Regions from separate parts of the Mus musculus genome. Here region 2 is linked to region 1. A link is a contact called in public promoter capture Hi-C data. All regions are on one chromosome and are shown on one strand. The core of a region is the stretch at or near the end of the contact, and the rest is flanking DNA. Distances in the headings are between cores, read along the strand shown.

What was found. Promoter capture Hi-C pulls out the DNA fragments that hold promoters and counts their contacts.
Region 2: a promoter capture Hi-C map of liver shows a contact between it and region 1, with 2.0 times the contacts expected there. The contact joins the enhancer-like site here to the promoter of Armc2 in region 1. A contact is called at or near these places in 9 of 39 promoter capture datasets (the 3T3-L1 cell line, 3T3-L1-derived adipocytes, the HPC-7 cell line and 6 more), 1 of 15 datasets of contacts at CTCF or cohesin (the NIH/3T3 cell line), 14 of 484 Hi-C or Micro-C datasets (the G1E-ER4 cell line, the HL-1 cell line, LSK cells and 10 more) and 3 of 115 datasets of contacts at active chromatin or transcription factors (embryonic stem cells and memory CD8 T cells).

Annotation. Positions count from the first base shown.
Region 1 is chr10:42,017,051-42,020,189 of GRCm38.p6, reverse strand. Armc2 (armadillo repeat containing 2) reads left to right here and starts at 1,808. Exons shown (of 18, transcript NM_001034858.3): 1 at 1,808-1,997. It overlaps 1700016J18Rik (a long non-coding RNA gene), which reads right to left and starts at 2,036. Exons shown (of 3, transcript XR_871596.3): 1 at 1,929-2,036; 2 at 1,278-1,582.
Region 2 is chr10:42,088,413-42,091,620 of GRCm38.p6, reverse strand. No RefSeq gene overlaps it. Among named protein-coding and RNA genes, the nearest start is that of Gm40630, 8.1 kb to the right of the region's middle. Within about 2 kb of position 1,775, at least 187 of the 459 cell types and tissues checked have an H3K27ac peak or open chromatin away from gene starts, as enhancers often do. A contact at or near this core is called in the G1E-ER4 cell line, the HPC-7 cell line, bone marrow and 6 more, where this site is marked.

The sequences.
Region 1 (3,139 bases), core at 559-3,058:
TTCCCATAGACTGTTCTACAGTAAACTAAGGTATATGCCATTTATCTCTTCAAGTAATTATTTCCTATAACTCTGTCTCTGTCATTCTTTTCGGTTCTTCTAGCCTGCTTGGCTGACATCTGGCCTGCTGGGTTGACTGGCTTCATATTTCAATGGTTTGCTTACAAGGTCTAGTTTAGATGAACATTTTAGACACAAGACCATAGATAACAATTGTTGGTAAAAAAACAAACAAACAAACAGATTTGGTTTTGATGTCTTGTTTTGTCTTCTGAGACAGGGTCTCACTGTGCAGCTCAGGCTAGTTTGGAACTTAAGGTAATCCTCCTGTCTAAGTTTCTCACATGCTGGGATTATAGGTCCAAGCCATGTCTGTTTTACAGGTTTGTAAGCTCATGTTTCAGTGGAGATGAGACTTTTAGACTTAGAAGCCAGCTACTGCAACGTTTGGGAAGGCTCACTGTGGACCGCAAATCTGGGGTGAGAAGAAGATGTAAAGCTGAATTTCTATTGGCTATCGATATACTCATTTTTCACCCACCATCATTCAGAAAGATGTTGAGGTTGAGTTAATATCAGATTACCAGTCATTTAATAACAAAACATTTGGAGAAGTCTGACTCTCCATGAAGGGTCAGATAGACACCTGTATTTATAAACAGCCACCAAGAGACCCAAATGGACTTGTATTTTATCATATCTCACAAACTATGAGATCAAAATGCTAGTTATGCTTTCTATACAACAGGCAATGTCCTTTTGCACAGTTGAGTCTGGTGACACACAAATGGGACTTCATAGGATAGATCCTGTTCCCAGTGAAAAATAATATTTAGTTTGGGATCCTAAACTTCATCAATGATTGAGTTTTCTTTGTCTGTGATGTGGGAAATCTTGTTAAGCACTTGGAAAACCTTTACTCAGTGTTCCAGGTGTCATTTCTCATCAAAGGTATTAACTGTGCAAAATAGATACAATTTAGTTATTCTTTACAAGACCCTTGGCACCATGGAATACGGCATTTTCCCAGTGTTGACAACACTTGCTGATAATCCCTATGTTTATATACCGTAGTGTAAATTTAGAGCTTATGCCTCGCTTGTATTTCACAAGTGTTACCCAATGATCCAGTGTAGACGCAAACAGAGTTTGAATTAGAAACATATACACAGGACTCTTTTTTTTTTCTTCCCCTGTTGGGTTGTAGTGATTCAGTAAGAACACACAGCGACTAGCCATAGCAACCCAAGACTTAAATCGCTCCTTCCTGATCTCACCTTGGGTCCCTAGTTGCTCTGTTGTGAGCTCGCTCTACAAACGGTTGAGTGCTGCCCAAATGCAAGGAGTTAATGATATCCAACAGGTTAACATTCACTGCTACATTCACAGCTCTTCACATTTATTTTGCTACGGCCCACGATTCAGCTATTCACACACAGGGATAGCACTCTCTGCCTGAAGCATAAGAGATGAGATGCTAAGGAACCGTTCCAGGTGGACGTTGACGTCTATAATCAATAACCGACTCTTTCCCAAAACACTACATTGTTCCTCTGCCAGTTGTTTAACAGTCTTGGAGATCCTACGGGGAGAAACAAACATGGTTGAACATATTGCTAATGTAAAAGAAGACTCCCCTCCACCCATTCTTGCCTTTCCCCTGTGGGTATGCTCCTGCCCGCGCTCCCGCACGGGCCCTCGCCACGCCTCGACGCTGCTACGCGTGCGTGGCTAGAGGGATTGGCGCAGGCTCAGTGGCGGAGAGTGGAGCAGGGCCGCCCCGCCCCGCCCCGCCCCGCCCCGCCCCTCCTCCTGGTCCCTGCTGCCCTGCGAGAGCGGGAAGGCCGTCACACTCCGCCGGGGTCTAAGTGTCTAGCGCTTGTCACAGGTGTTTTGAGTCGAGCCCGGATTCCCCAACCAGCACCTACTCCAGCGCATCCCGCTTCGCTCTGCGGCGTCCTGGATCTGTAGGCTGACCGCTCGGCCTGCAGCGAAAGGTGGTTTGTGTACGGTTACCATGGAGATGCTAGCCAGCAGGGCAAAGGCGGTGCGCGGGAGGGCGGGAGGGCGAGGTGAGGATGCTGAGGCGCTCGGCCCTAACCTGGACCGGTGAAGGAGCGGGCTTTTCCGGGAGTGGGAGAGCAGCTGTGCGTGCGGGAGGTGAGGAGTCCCCTGCAGGTTCACCAGGGACCCCTCCTGCAGTCTCTCTTCTGTTCCCAGATAGGGTCGAGGGGTGCTGCTGCATACTCTCGGGGTCTGCACAGGAGTCAGCTTCTGTAACTGTGAGCATTTAGTCAGTTGCCTGGTATTTAACAGGAGTAACCAGTAACACTGGTTGAATGAGAGAGTGATAGACTAAGGGACTCTGTGGAGGCAGGCCACAAGAACAAACTAGGATTTTCCTAGGTAACAAATGACTCCTCAATAAAGTGTATGTGGAACAATATTAATTACACCGTATGTATACAGAATGCCCCTTACAACCCATGCCACAAGTATTACCGCAGGTTCTTCCATCCCGACATCATATTCTTTTCGTTTGGTAGAAAATAAGTCACACTATATGTATCCCATTTTTGTAAATCCCTAAGGTTTTGACTAGCAGTTTGCATAGATTTGGGATAACTGACATTCAGATAAAAACGCTGGGTTTTTTTGTTTGTTTGTTTTTATTTTGTTTTTAAATCAAGGATGGTATTCTCTAGTTGAAAATTTAAATTTATGATATGCATGAAAACATTGGACAGATAGTCTCTTTTGTGACTTCTCTTGTTGGTGAGTATTTTCATTCTAGGAAGATCTTTCTTGACCAGCCAGCACTTGGACAGTACTTCTTAGTATTGTAAGAGCTAGCTAGCATCGTGCTAAAGCATTTGGACATTTCATGCAATGCTGAAAGCTGCCCTGAGAGTTGGTCATTATCCATGCTTTTTTAACAGAAGAGAACTCGGGTATAGAGATGTCTAATGCCCTTCAAGGTCACAGAGCTGCAGATCCTCGGGGGACTTAACACTTGCTCTGACATCTAAGCACTTTTCTTGCACCTGTTTGGATGCTCATTTAATGCCAAAGTAATTCAGTCATGGAAAGAGCCCTGAGTGTTTGATTTGCTGGGGAAAGAGGGTGCACCAGCAAACCC
Region 2 (3,208 bases), core at 526-3,025, 71 kb before region 1:
GCAGTTTCTGGAAAACATTGAGACTATTTAGAGCATTTAGATGTAAGCTCTAGGGCAGAACTCTACGTGGGTTAAAGATAACTGTACCAGGGCAGCGTTTGTTCTTGATTCTTATTTACTCTTTTTATGGGTATTTATTTAATGTATATGAGGGTTCTGCTTGCATAAATGCCTGCAGGCCAGAAGAGGATGTCAGATCCCATTATACATGGTTGTGAGCCTTCATGTGGTTGCTGGGAATCAAACTCAGGACCTCTGGAAGAGCAGGCCAGGGCTTTTAACCCTGAGGTTACTTGTTCTTAGGCTCTGAAAAACCAAATCCATGTGTTTTGATTGGAGAAGACTTAGGAGTTTTCATTCACTGAACACTCGATGGTCAGAGAAGGGATCACGTTTGTGGATTCTCCTGACCCGAAGGCAGGTCGGGCCTAGCGTCAGGAGCCCTAGGACTCCTGTGCTTGGTCAGGTGAGTACGGTGTTCTGTGTAAAGGCATGATAAACTCGCTGGCAAGCTGGTAGACAGGGTTTGGGAATCAAGGTGTACACCAGGAGTTCTAGGCCTGTCAAGGAGTGCTCAGTGGGTGGTGGGTGGCACTTTCTATAGAACGGAGCGACCAAGTGATGAGGGAGCCAGCTACAGGAACAGAGGCAGGCAGGTGAGTGGAAGGCAGAGGCAGGAAGGCTCAGGTGTAAACAAAACAAAAACCAGGACCCAGAGGCCATGGGGATTTCATCTCGGCAGATGTGCTAGGACAACATGGCTGGCTGAGGGGGGGGGTATCTGTGCAAAGGAAAACAGATGTAGGAAATCCTACTGCTAGGAGATGGCTCAGTGTGGAGACTGCTTCTACCCAGGCCTGAGTTTGATCTCCAGCACCCACATGGTGGAAGGAGAGACCCAGTCCCCACAATTTGTCCCTTGACTTCCACATGTGTCTGTACTTATACACACACACACATACACACACATGCACACACACATGCACGCACACACGCGTGCACACACACACATGCACTCATTCACACACATGCACTTACACATGCACATGTGCACACACACACACACATGCAGGGGTGAGGTGGGGTGGGGGATGGCAAGTGTACACATGCAAAAATAAACCAATAAATCATTTTTTTTAAAGTTGAAGTAAGAAAGAAGCCACATCATACCATTAAATCTCTGCTAGGATTTCCTAAGTGGACCAAACAAAAGCTACATATTAAGTACTTTTTCAGTTTGTTTGTTTGCTGCTGGGGCTGGCTCCAAGGGCCTTGTGCAAGCTGGTTGTTCTAACACAAAGCTGCATTCCCCAGCCCACATGGCATCTTTAGCCATCCTACCCAAACCACCCTTTTCTAATCGGCTGGATCTGGTTTAAAGCGTCTGTGAAGAAGCATAGCTCTCACTCAAAGGGGATGAGAGAGAGTTTATTCTGGAGCCTACAGGGATGGCCACGGCTTGGGAACAGAGTTCTCTGTTTTGTTTTTGTTTGTTTGTTTTACATACATAATGTTCGGATAGAGTAACTGTTCCCGGAAGCTTTATAGTACCAGAACAAAGGGAATCATTAATCAAGACCCTTTTCATACACGCGGGCAGGCAGGTCCCAGAAGGACAAAGGCACAGCAGACATGGGCCTCAGACAGCAGCTGATGGACTCTCAGCCTTGTGCTTGGTGGAAGACAGACTTACCTAAGGGCCCCAGAGCTGCTGGGACGCATACAGAAGGGCAAGCAAAGGCTGTTAAAGAGGCTAATGATTGGCCCAAAGTAATTTGGCTCAGGACCTGGAACATTCCAGTCTCTCCGGCGCAGCTGCTGAGGTCCTTGCTGTGGGCAAGCAGGTTCATCTCCTTTCCAGGAACTTTCATCCACAAAAAACAGTTGGATTTTTGTTTTTCCTTCTTTTTAAAAATGTCATTCTTCTTACCCCAACCAGCTACACATTTCATCTGCTGGTTGGTTCCCTTAAAACTGTCTGTTCCTTCGTGTTCCAGCCTTCAATCCAACTGAACCCCAAGTCAGGCACAGCTCTGGCTCCACACATGTGACGTCATCAAGGCATCTGGTGCTGCTCCAGCCTGCGGTTTGCACCTGTGCCAGGAGGGGTGGGGCTGCTGTTCTTGCCTGCCTCTCTCTCTCTCTCTCTCTCTCTCTCTCTCTCCCTCTCTCTCTCTCTCTCTCTCTCTGTAGAAGGAGGGAAGATTCTGCAAAGATGCCTCCCTGTTTAGCCACTTCCTGCCACTGTGACCCTAGACACCATCCTGAACTTCAGTGCTGTGTTGGCACTGGAGCATACAAAGAAAAAAAGGAAGCAAAAACCTCAAGTGCGTTGTTGAGAAGGAACAGGCAGCAGACTTGAAAGCAAAGTCTTGAGAAGTGTCCTCCACTTCCTGGATCGATCCTGAGAGGCTTCAGTGACTCTTGGGAGGATTAAGCCAAAGGGTTTCAGGGAAACTTCTGGGCTTTTGTTCCCCTCAGTGGAAACCCTTGAGAAGTTAAACACACAAACACTTGGAGCGGGGGCCAGAGCTGCGACTGATCTGTCTGGGCTCAGAGGCAGTGGTCTTTAGAGCACAGACTGCCAGACACTTTTTAAAGCATTTCCTTTAATCGTTCCGAGCACCGAAACTGTTCAAAACAAACAAATACTAAAAACAAAGCAAAACAAACAAACACCCTACTCTGTAAAGTTTCTTTAGAGCTGTCCCAGCCTTAAGGAGGAGACACAAGTCTGGGGCTGCCACGCGCCACCCACTTTCTGTCTCCTGAAAGAGGTCAAAGGGACATCACTAACCCTATCTGCAGCTGAGAAAACTGTGACTCAGGGTGGCAGAGCGTCTTTTCCAGAATCGCAGTGACACAGGGAAGAATCAGGATGCTCAACCCTGTGGCAACCTGGGAGGTAGGAGCAAAGGACAGACGCCCGGGAGCAATGGCTCTTACCTCCAGCCCCCAAGCTCAGACTCTTGCCAAGGCAGCTGGATGGCAGGAGCAAGAGCATGCAGAAGCAGCGTCATGGAAGACCAGCAAGGGAAGATGGCGGTCTTCTAAGTACCTCTAAGGTGTGTGAAATTAGGCACTGGATTTGACCAGAAACATAGACACTTTCCCTTTCATCTGTCCAGGCACTCATTAATGTAACTACACCCCACCTTCCTGCTTGGGAGTTACCACCAACTCCACTGTCAGGTCGCAGATCACTCAG